Linked DNA regions of Mus musculus: all the other regions are linked to region 2. Evidence: chromatin contacts called from public HiChIP or PLAC-seq and promoter capture Hi-C data. All regions are on one chromosome and are shown on one strand. Each heading gives the region's core, a stretch centred on a gene start, on an enhancer-like site or on the middle of the called end of the contact. The rest is flanking DNA. Distances are from core to core; before and after follow the strand shown.

Region 1 (2,700 bases), core at 157-2,656, 120 kb after region 2:
AAGTGGTCTCATAGGAAATTATTTACTAATCTGAGATTAGTAAATAATTACAAGTGTGCACAAATGACTAATTTTTATATGGAATATAACAGTGTTAGAAAGATGAATCCATATAGCAAAACGTTGCTGTAGACTAGTTTAGGTCTCTTTTGTTTCAGGAATGTTCATCCCACTATATTGACTAGTATCCATTCACTTAGTGAAGATTAATGCCTTTAATCTCACTGCTTGTGAGAGAGAGGCAGGCAGATCTCTGAGTTTGAGATCATCCTGATCTACAGATCTATGTTCCTATGGTAACATAAGAAGACCACATCTTAAAAAACATGATTATGGTAATTGCACTAATGTTCTAAATTTCAAAATCAAATATAAATACATATAATATAATCACAGAGTTTTCTCCTATTCTATACAATCTAAATTATTTTCTTAGAATTATTAATTCATCATTAACTTTTACCTTCTAACATTGAAAGCTTATTCATAACGCCTTCCTGCTGAGACTCTCGGGTGTTTCTGAGTTGCTTACTACTGCAGATACCTGGAGACCTGGACTGGTCCTTTGCTTCTGCTGCATAAAACCAATTGTAGAACTGAGGTGATAAACTCAGTCTTTCAATTAATATTTTCTCATAAAATAATTATGGTTCAAAATCAGTTATATGCTTTATTCACATTCTTTTGGATTAGATAGATTTTCAAGTCAGTATATATACTCGTTTTAAGTTTGTTCCACCCCAAATATTTTTTCACCATACAGGAATAATTGCTTACTAGAAGCATCTATAATGTGTCTTCTACAAAGGCTTACCTTCCAGTTGGTGTTTAGAGTATAACGTTTTTTGTTGTTTTGGTTTGGTTTTGGGGTGAGCGTCTCCATTGGAAGTCTTGAAGTCACTCTATTGCTAAGTCTGGCTTGGAATTCATGATCCTCCTATCTCTATCTCCTCAACGAAGGGAGTATAGCTATGTTGCCTCAACTCCTGGGTCTAGAGTATAACTTTCTTGTACTGTTTGTGACTCAGTTTAAGATGCTACCAGAGCTATTTCAAGATGATGAGAAGGCCATCAGTCCCACCTCTGCCACCTCCTCAGGGCGCACTCCTCTCACTCGAGTTCCTGTAAAGCCCACCAAGGGCCGACCTGGCCAGACTGCCAAAGAGCACAAGAAGACAGTGGGACATCAGGTGAGCTCAGGGGCTGCCACTGCCAGACTTCTTCTCCTCAGCTTCCACAAAGCCTCAGGCCTTCCCTCTTCAGCCTAGAGGACAGGATCTTCACGTGAAGACAGGCCAGAGTTTCTGCTGTACAAACACTTAGACTTTACCCACCCCAGACTCAACCATACACCAACCCGTCCCAAAATAAATTTCACCGTGTCTCAGTTCCTCTAATACATATCGCGTCTTTGTTTTGTTCTTGTTTCATTTCTATATTTATACAGAGCATCTGTCAGCTTCCTCAGTACAAGAAAATACCCTCTCCTTCCTTAGATGTATTTTTCCCTGTGGGGAATGGGAAACATTCCACACAAGCTTGGTGCCTGAACATGGGTGTGGCTTTGGAAGGGAGCCGTACACTAGTCAGCAAAGTGCATTATTCCTTGAGGCCTTGTGCCAGATAGGAACAGGGCCTGATGTGGATCCACAGCCTCCTGTCTTGACCCATGTCCATAATGGTGGTCCCTTCAGCCTGTTCTCTGCTCATTGTTTATATAATACTAAGAAATCTACAGCTTTTTTTAGTATTGTGTAGTAAGGGTTCATACCTTAATAATTAAATGGCCCTAGCAACAAAATTGTAAGTCACATATAATGGAACTTGCAACAAGAAGCAACAGAGAAAGGAGTACATACATACTCAGCAGGATAAACGTGTGGGTTTAGGCAAATGTAAATGACACCCCTAGAATTCTTGTTTATGAACCACTCCCCTGTGAAGATAACTTTAAATTTATGTCATCTTCAATATGTTAAAGGAGAATTTTAAATTGTCTTTGATCTCTAACAAAACTAATTTTTTTAACCCTTTTCATGCAGTTTCGAAACTCCCTTCACCTGCTTATGGAAACCCTTAATGCCACTACTCCTCACTATGTACGCTGTATTAAGCCTAATGATTTCAAGTTTCCATTCACGTAAGTCAAAGTGAAATAAGGAGAAAGACTTTTGGGGAAGATCTTCATGTCTTGTAGAGGGAATCTATTTCCAAAAATTTCTAGTTTTTTGACAACAAGAAAACAAATTAGCAGTTGGCTTTCTAAGGATTTGAAAATTTGAGGCCAATGGCATGTCTTTGGTTCTGGTTTTCTGTTTTGACTCCATCTCTGTTGGAGATCTTTCTGGCCTTTTGTTAATTTGGACATCAGTTAAAAGCAGAGCTTCTTGGACTAAAGGCTTCTCTGGCCAAGGCTTACCTGATTCTTTTTATCTGTTGAAGCCAGAGAATGTTTACCAAAATCTCATTCTACTTCAGATACTAAGTCAGAGGTGAAAATGGATCCCTGGAGATGATTTCAAAATATAAATATTTCTCTAAGTTTAAGAGTACTCCATATATGCTGTTGGGATGGTCTTCAGGAGCTAATGCTAGGATTTAAGCAGTGTGAATTGGCATAGGTACCAGACTATTAGCATTTACTCTGTGTGTGTGTGTGTGTGTGTGTGTGTGTGTGTGTGTGTGTGTGTGTGTGTGTGT
Region 2 (2,731 bases), core at 33-2,532:
TGTTTTAGTTTACTTTTGACACGGGGCCTCACATAGCCCAGGCTAGCCTCAAACTCAAGCTGAGGATAACTTTGAACTTCTTGATCCTTCTGCCTCTACCTCCCCAGTCCTAGGACTTCAAGCATTGCACCACTATACTTGTTTAATCTGCTGCTTGGAGTCAAACGCAGGGACAGTCATTCCAGGCAACCCATCCATCTGCTACTGAGCCAACTTCCAAGCTCTCTCTCTCTCTCTCTCTCTCTCTCTCTGTGTGTGTGTGTGTGAGAGAGAGAGAGAGAGAGAGAGAGAGAGAGAGAGAGAGAGAGAGAGAGAGAGATTGAATGCAGGGACTTGCCCGTGCTAAGCAAACTCTCTACCACTGTGCCAGGGCCTCACTAAATCCCCCAGGGTGGCCTTTGATTTACTCTATAACCTAAGCATACATAAACTTGCCACACTTCCGCTTCAGCCTCCCAGACAGCTGGGATTACAGTCCTATGCCAGAGGGCTCAGCTTTGATTTTGATGTCTTCCACATTCCATATCCAATGACTCTGAGGTTTTGATTGTTCTCCTGTCTTCCAGAACTGCTTGCATTGCCTTCTGATTCTTACTAGTTAACTATATAAGTCTGCCTTAGCCCCAGATTTCTAAGGGACATTTCCTTGGAACCAAATGTGCCAGCAGCTATAAGATGCTTAGTAGAATGACGAATAAATATGAAGCTACGGACTTGACAGTTAAGAAAATCATTGCTTTGAAAATCAATGTTTTGAGCTGACTGCCGTGGGAGAGCAAGGAATGGAAGCTGAATTGATTTATCAGTGATTTATTGCATGGGAAATATCAAGGTCTGGGAGTAAAATATTGACTTCTTCCCTGCTGTGGCTAACATGAAGAGGAATGGTGACATTACTAAAGTAATCACAATTCCTGTGTAATGGTGCTGTGCTTGTTGTAGAACTCTCCGGAGCAGTGGTAGCTTGAAGAGGTTGATCTAAGAAGAAAAGGTGGCGCTGAGGCAAGGTTAGAGAACAGAGGAAGTAAAGATGGATGGGGTTAAACTGAAGCAGAGGTACTGCCAAGCAAGCAGAGGACTAAATAGGAGGTCAGGGTTGTCTGGAAAGGCGGGGGAAGTGGAGGGGAGGGGGAACACAGCGCCACAGACCAACTACAATTCCCAGGAAGCACTGTGCGCCCATGGACGGAAGTGAGGTGAGGCGCGAGCCGCAACCTTTGAGGGAAAGAGGAAGTGCTCGGGCGTCGCAGGGCCGGAGGCGCGGGGATAGGTAGGTAAGGGCGCGGCGCGGGAGCCTGGCGGGCCTGGGCTGCGGGAGCTACGGCGGGCGGGAGCCCGGGGCCCGTGTCGTCACAAGGCGGCGGTAGCCGCCGGCCCGGCGGGCAGCGGGGCAGGCAGAAGGTGGCGGGCGGTCTTGCCTCCCGGTAATCTGTCTTCTCCCGGCGTCTCTTCTGCAGAAGGAGCACCATGTCCGCGGAAGTCCCCGAGGCAGCGTCTGCGGAGGAGCAAAAGGTGAGTGTGCCGGAGGACCCGGGGAACCCTCGAGACCCGCGGGATCCGCGGGACCTGGTGTGGCGGGAACCTTGGCTGGCGGGCCCGCGGGAGCGAGGGCGGCCTGGAGCCCTCCGCCGACGGCTCCTCCCGCAACCGGGGAGGGCCCTGGCGAGTGGAAAGGAACCGATCCGCTCCCGAGCCTCGGTGTAGCACCCAAGTGTACCAGGCAGCTAGGACTCCGGCCCATGTTAGGGACCCAGGTTCTGTAGTGGGCTTTGATTTGCTCAGGACGTTGTCCCTCCGGAAGCGCTCGGGCCACTTGTGAGCTTGCAGGGAACTCTTTAAGGTGGTGTCTCCATTCAGGCAGCGATGCAGGGCTCGGTTATTAGGGTTGTGAGTTGTGTGGCCTCGTGATCTCTTTCCTGAACCCTTTGGGCTTCAGTCTTCTTATCGGTAAAGTCCCGGTAATAGTACCTACGTCCCGCGACGGCTGTGAGGCCCAAACGAAAAACCCAGCACAACTTCTGCTCAAAAAAAAAAAAAAAAAAAAAAGCTAGCTGATGGGCTTTGCATGTGGCACTTGACTAAAAATCGAGAATTGGAGCTTTAGGAAATTTCACTACCTTAGATATTTCTCGAATCATGGGGATATATTTGTCAGCTCATTTGTATGTCTCTGTTGAAGGGAAATGTGCTAGCAGCACACCTACGAGTTTGAGGCCTGTATGCTTATGTAGTGCCTGCCCATTCCGTCGTAATTATTATGATGCTTTGACTTCCAGGGTACATGGAGTCAGTTAGCTAACAAAGGAGAAAAGTCATGAGTTCCCAACAATTTTTCTTTAAAAACAAACAAAAAATCCCAAATTGGGCCTTTAATCCCAGTACTCAGGCAGAAGCTAGAGGAATTTTGTGAGTCCCAGGCCAGCTGGAAGTACATAATGAAATCCTGTCTCAAAATTTATTAATTGATTGATAATTAATACCAAACTGCTTTACTGTATATGGAATTTGGTCTAATGTTTAAACGTAATCCTTATACTAATGTTGCACTGTAGATTAGTGGGTTTTGCTCATTCCATATATTCTAATCATGTCAACTTACCCTTTATTATTTCTTCCATTGTCATAGTTCTCTTCTGATAGTAATTGTAAGTTAACTGGCGAAAAGAAGGAAAACAAGGATAATAAAAACAGTAGGCAGTTATAATGTTGTGTCATATTATACTTTGCAAAA
Region 3 (2,700 bases), core at 125-2,624, 120 kb before region 2:
ACAACAGAGTGAGGGCTGTCCCTAAAGCTGTTGCCTGTCAAGGCAGCATTTTAAAACCCTTAATTACACATTGGCTGCAATTCTAGAAGCCAAGAGAACACAAACAAAATAAAAACCCAAGCAGAGTTTTCCTGCCCCGAAGAAACCTATGATCTTACTAGAGAGCCAAATTAGCAATGGAAAAGAACTTGAAAGCACTGTAGGAAGTGTGTGTGTGTGTGTGTGCGCGCGTGTGTGTGTGCGCGCGCACACGCATGCACATGTGTGCTTGCTATTTGTCAGATTCGCTGAGTAACACAGTCTTGTCTAGAACTCCTGATCCTCCCGACCCAGTCTCCTGAGTAGCTAGGATTGCAGACACGTACCACCACACCTGGCTTCTGCAAAACCACATTAAATCAGAAACTGCCAGGTGTGTCCAAACTTCTGCCATTGCGAAACGATGTTGTCATCTACAAAGAACTGCCTAGTTAAGTTGCGAAAACAAAACAAACCTCTCAGTGATTTTAGTAAGTCTGTGATGTGTTAGGCCACGTGCATAGCCATCCACAAGCTAGAGACCTAAATGGAAGGGAGGCTGGCTGTCTTCTGAAACAGATTTATTTGTTCTTGACCTCAGTTTCCATGTATATTTTCCATATGTATTGTTATATATTTTTATTATTGTTTGTTTTTAAGCAGTAATAATATTGATCCCTTATCTTTGGAACAATGCTGTAACATTCAAAGATAATAGCATGTTGTTGCCGTTCTTAGTAATATTCCAACATTAAGACCTGGTTCATTATTTGGAGTGTTATTATAATATTGCCTGCTCAGGCAGACCTAGTGGCACAGGGTGTAAACCCAGGTACTTGGGAGGATGAGGTAGGAGGATAACAAGTTCAAAGACTGAGGTACACAGTGGGTTCTAGATCAGCCTGAGCAATCAAGTGGAGTCCTGTCTCAAAGAGGGGAAGGAAGACGGGGTGTAGCTCATTGAGAGAACCCTTGTCTCCAATGCTCCAGAGCCTAGGCTCAGTCCTTAGTACTACACAAATAAATCAATTATTATGACATATAGATGATAGATAATAGATTGATAGATTAATAGATAGATAGAAAATAGATAGATAAAAAGATAATAGAATATCAGAGTTCAGAGATCAGGAGTTGGGTGGTCCTGGTACTTAGGAAATGTCTCCAGAGAGGAATGTGCTGGAATCTTAAGCTAGCTTTGAAGGATGTGAACTATTCTGAGGGGCAAAAGGAGCCTTGCTAGGGAGGTGGAGGAGAATGGAAAAAGCAGAGGTGAGAGAGGAATGAGGGCTCTGTGGCAAGTGTGGGGAGGCAGTCTAGCCAAGGGGAGGGACTGCCTGAGGGGAGGAAGGGAGCATGTGCTTTGATGGGCTGGCCAAGTGCTTACCTCAGCAGAAAGGCCGTGTGCCCAGGTGTTGACAGTAAGAGAGAGGTTAACTTTCCCTTTGTTTAAAGACTAAAGGTTTGCTTAGAAAAAGTGAAGTAACCTCAACAGTTAGACCTCCAGAATGTAGGTAATCTTGGTGGTGCATGCCTCTAATCCTAACACTCAAGAGGTGGAAGCAAGAAGATCAGGAGTTCAAGGCCAGCCTCAGCTACATAGCAAGTTCAAAGCTAGCCTGAAACATACAAGAACTTGTCTTTAAAAAAAAAAAGTCCCATGTTTTAAAAGGTTTTGTTTTCTGACCCTCTCAAGCAACATCTCACTATTCCAGCAAGTAGGGATCTTTCTTCTCTCCAGGCTGTTTTATATCAGCCCAGGGCTTTGCAGATAAACATCCCAAACTCCTGGCTAATCCAAAGCTACACAGCACCGTTCATCATAGACACTTTCCCTTAGTTCCTTTAAGTTATCTGTGACCTCATTCCACACAATCAGTGGTCATCTCTATGTCTTCATGCTTGACCTCTGCCGAGCCTGTGGCTGGCCCTTACTCAGCCCTGATTCACAGAAGGCTTTATTGTCTGTGCAGGGGCTGAGAACAGAACTATCTCCCATTCCCAGACAAACAGACAAACAGCTTCAGAACTCTGCCTGTCACGTAAACCAGTGAGATCGTTCCCATAAGCATTCTGTTCTTCTAAAATACAAATGTGTCTTTGGTGGCTTAGGAGACCTTGAAGTCACATGTCATTGTTCATTATTTTAATTAATTAATGCTTTAATTAATTAAATTTTCTCCTCCATCTACCCATGAGCTACATGTAAAGGGATGAAGGGCTGCCTGAATCTCACTCGTTCAAATGAAAGGAAACAGGAGACGGGTGAGACATGCAGGAAGCTACAGCCAAAAGGGGGACATTAGAAATTAATCTAATGTTCACACTTGTGCTAAAACTCCGGCACATTTAGGTACCCCATAAACTCCAGGCTTTTCTCTCTGACTTACAGCCCCAAGGGATAAGCATTTTCCCTGTCTTCCGTCCACTTAAAAGGGGGTGGTGGTGGAAAGATGGCTTGGTCACTAAAATGCTTGCTGCATAAATATGAGGAGGACTTGAATTTGATCCCTAGAGTCCACTTTTAAGAAACAATGATGACGACAACAACAACAGCAGCAGCAACAGCAGCAGAAACAACCCAAGCCAGCTGTGGAGTGTATGCTTGTAACCCCCAGCATGGAGGAAGTGGAGACAAAACCACCCCTATGGCCTGATGGTCTGATTAGTGAGCTCTGGGTC

Evidence for each region. Promoter capture Hi-C pulls out the DNA fragments that hold promoters and counts their contacts. HiChIP or PLAC-seq counts read pairs in DNA pulled down with a chosen protein or histone mark.
Region 1: an H3K4me3 HiChIP or PLAC-seq map of bone marrow-derived macrophages shows a contact between it and region 2, with 3 times the contacts expected there. The contact joins the enhancer-like site here to the promoter of Arpp19 in region 2. A contact is called at or near these places in 3 of 39 promoter capture datasets (the C10 cell line, macrophages and neutrophils), 1 of 15 datasets of contacts at CTCF or cohesin (the NIH/3T3 cell line), 4 of 484 Hi-C or Micro-C datasets (B cells, bone marrow-derived macrophages, nephron progenitors and 1 more), 3 of 115 datasets of contacts at active chromatin or transcription factors (bone marrow-derived macrophages and embryonic stem cells) and 2 of 9 other capture datasets (adipose tissue and macrophages).
Region 3: a contact with region 2 is called in a promoter capture Hi-C map of liver, with 2.4 times the contacts expected there. The contact joins the enhancer-like site here to the promoter of Arpp19 in region 2. A contact is called at or near these places in 10 of 39 promoter capture datasets (the 3T3-L1 cell line, the C10 cell line, the HPC-7 cell line and 4 more), 1 of 15 datasets of contacts at CTCF or cohesin (large pre-B cells), 16 of 484 Hi-C or Micro-C datasets (B cells, bone marrow-derived macrophages, cerebellar granule neurons and 9 more), 8 of 115 datasets of contacts at active chromatin or transcription factors (the SCID.adh cell line, bone marrow-derived macrophages, embryonic limb bud and 3 more) and 4 of 9 other capture datasets (embryonic stem cells, liver, macrophages and 1 more).

The regions. Positions count from the first base shown.
Region 1 is chr9:75,159,390-75,162,089 of GRCm38.p6, forward strand. It overlaps Myo5a (myosin VA), which reads left to right. Exons shown (of 41, transcript NM_010864.2): 15 at 1,029-1,190; 16 at 2,043-2,140. Among named protein-coding and RNA genes, the nearest start is that of Myo5c, 71 kb to the right of the region's middle. Within about 2 kb of position 1,407, at least 60 of the 459 cell types and tissues checked have an H3K27ac peak or open chromatin away from gene starts, as enhancers often do. A contact at or near this core is called in B cells, adipose tissue, bone marrow-derived macrophages and 1 more, where this site is marked.
Region 2 is chr9:75,036,450-75,039,180 of GRCm38.p6, forward strand. It overlaps Arpp19 (cAMP-regulated phosphoprotein 19), which reads left to right and starts at 1,283. Exons shown (of 3, transcript NM_021548.4): 1 at 1,283-1,512. The coding sequence starts at 1,468. Gm51714 (a long non-coding RNA gene) reads right to left here. Exons shown (of 2, transcript XR_003948357.1): 1 at 2,118-2,731; 2 at 795-2,018.
Region 3 is chr9:74,920,222-74,922,921 of GRCm38.p6, forward strand. No RefSeq gene overlaps it. Among named protein-coding and RNA genes, the nearest start is that of Fam214a, 31 kb to the right of the region's middle. Within about 2 kb of position 1,375, at least 23 of the 459 cell types and tissues checked have an H3K27ac peak or open chromatin away from gene starts, as enhancers often do. A contact at or near this core is called in hepatocytes, liver and trophoblast stem cells, where this site is marked.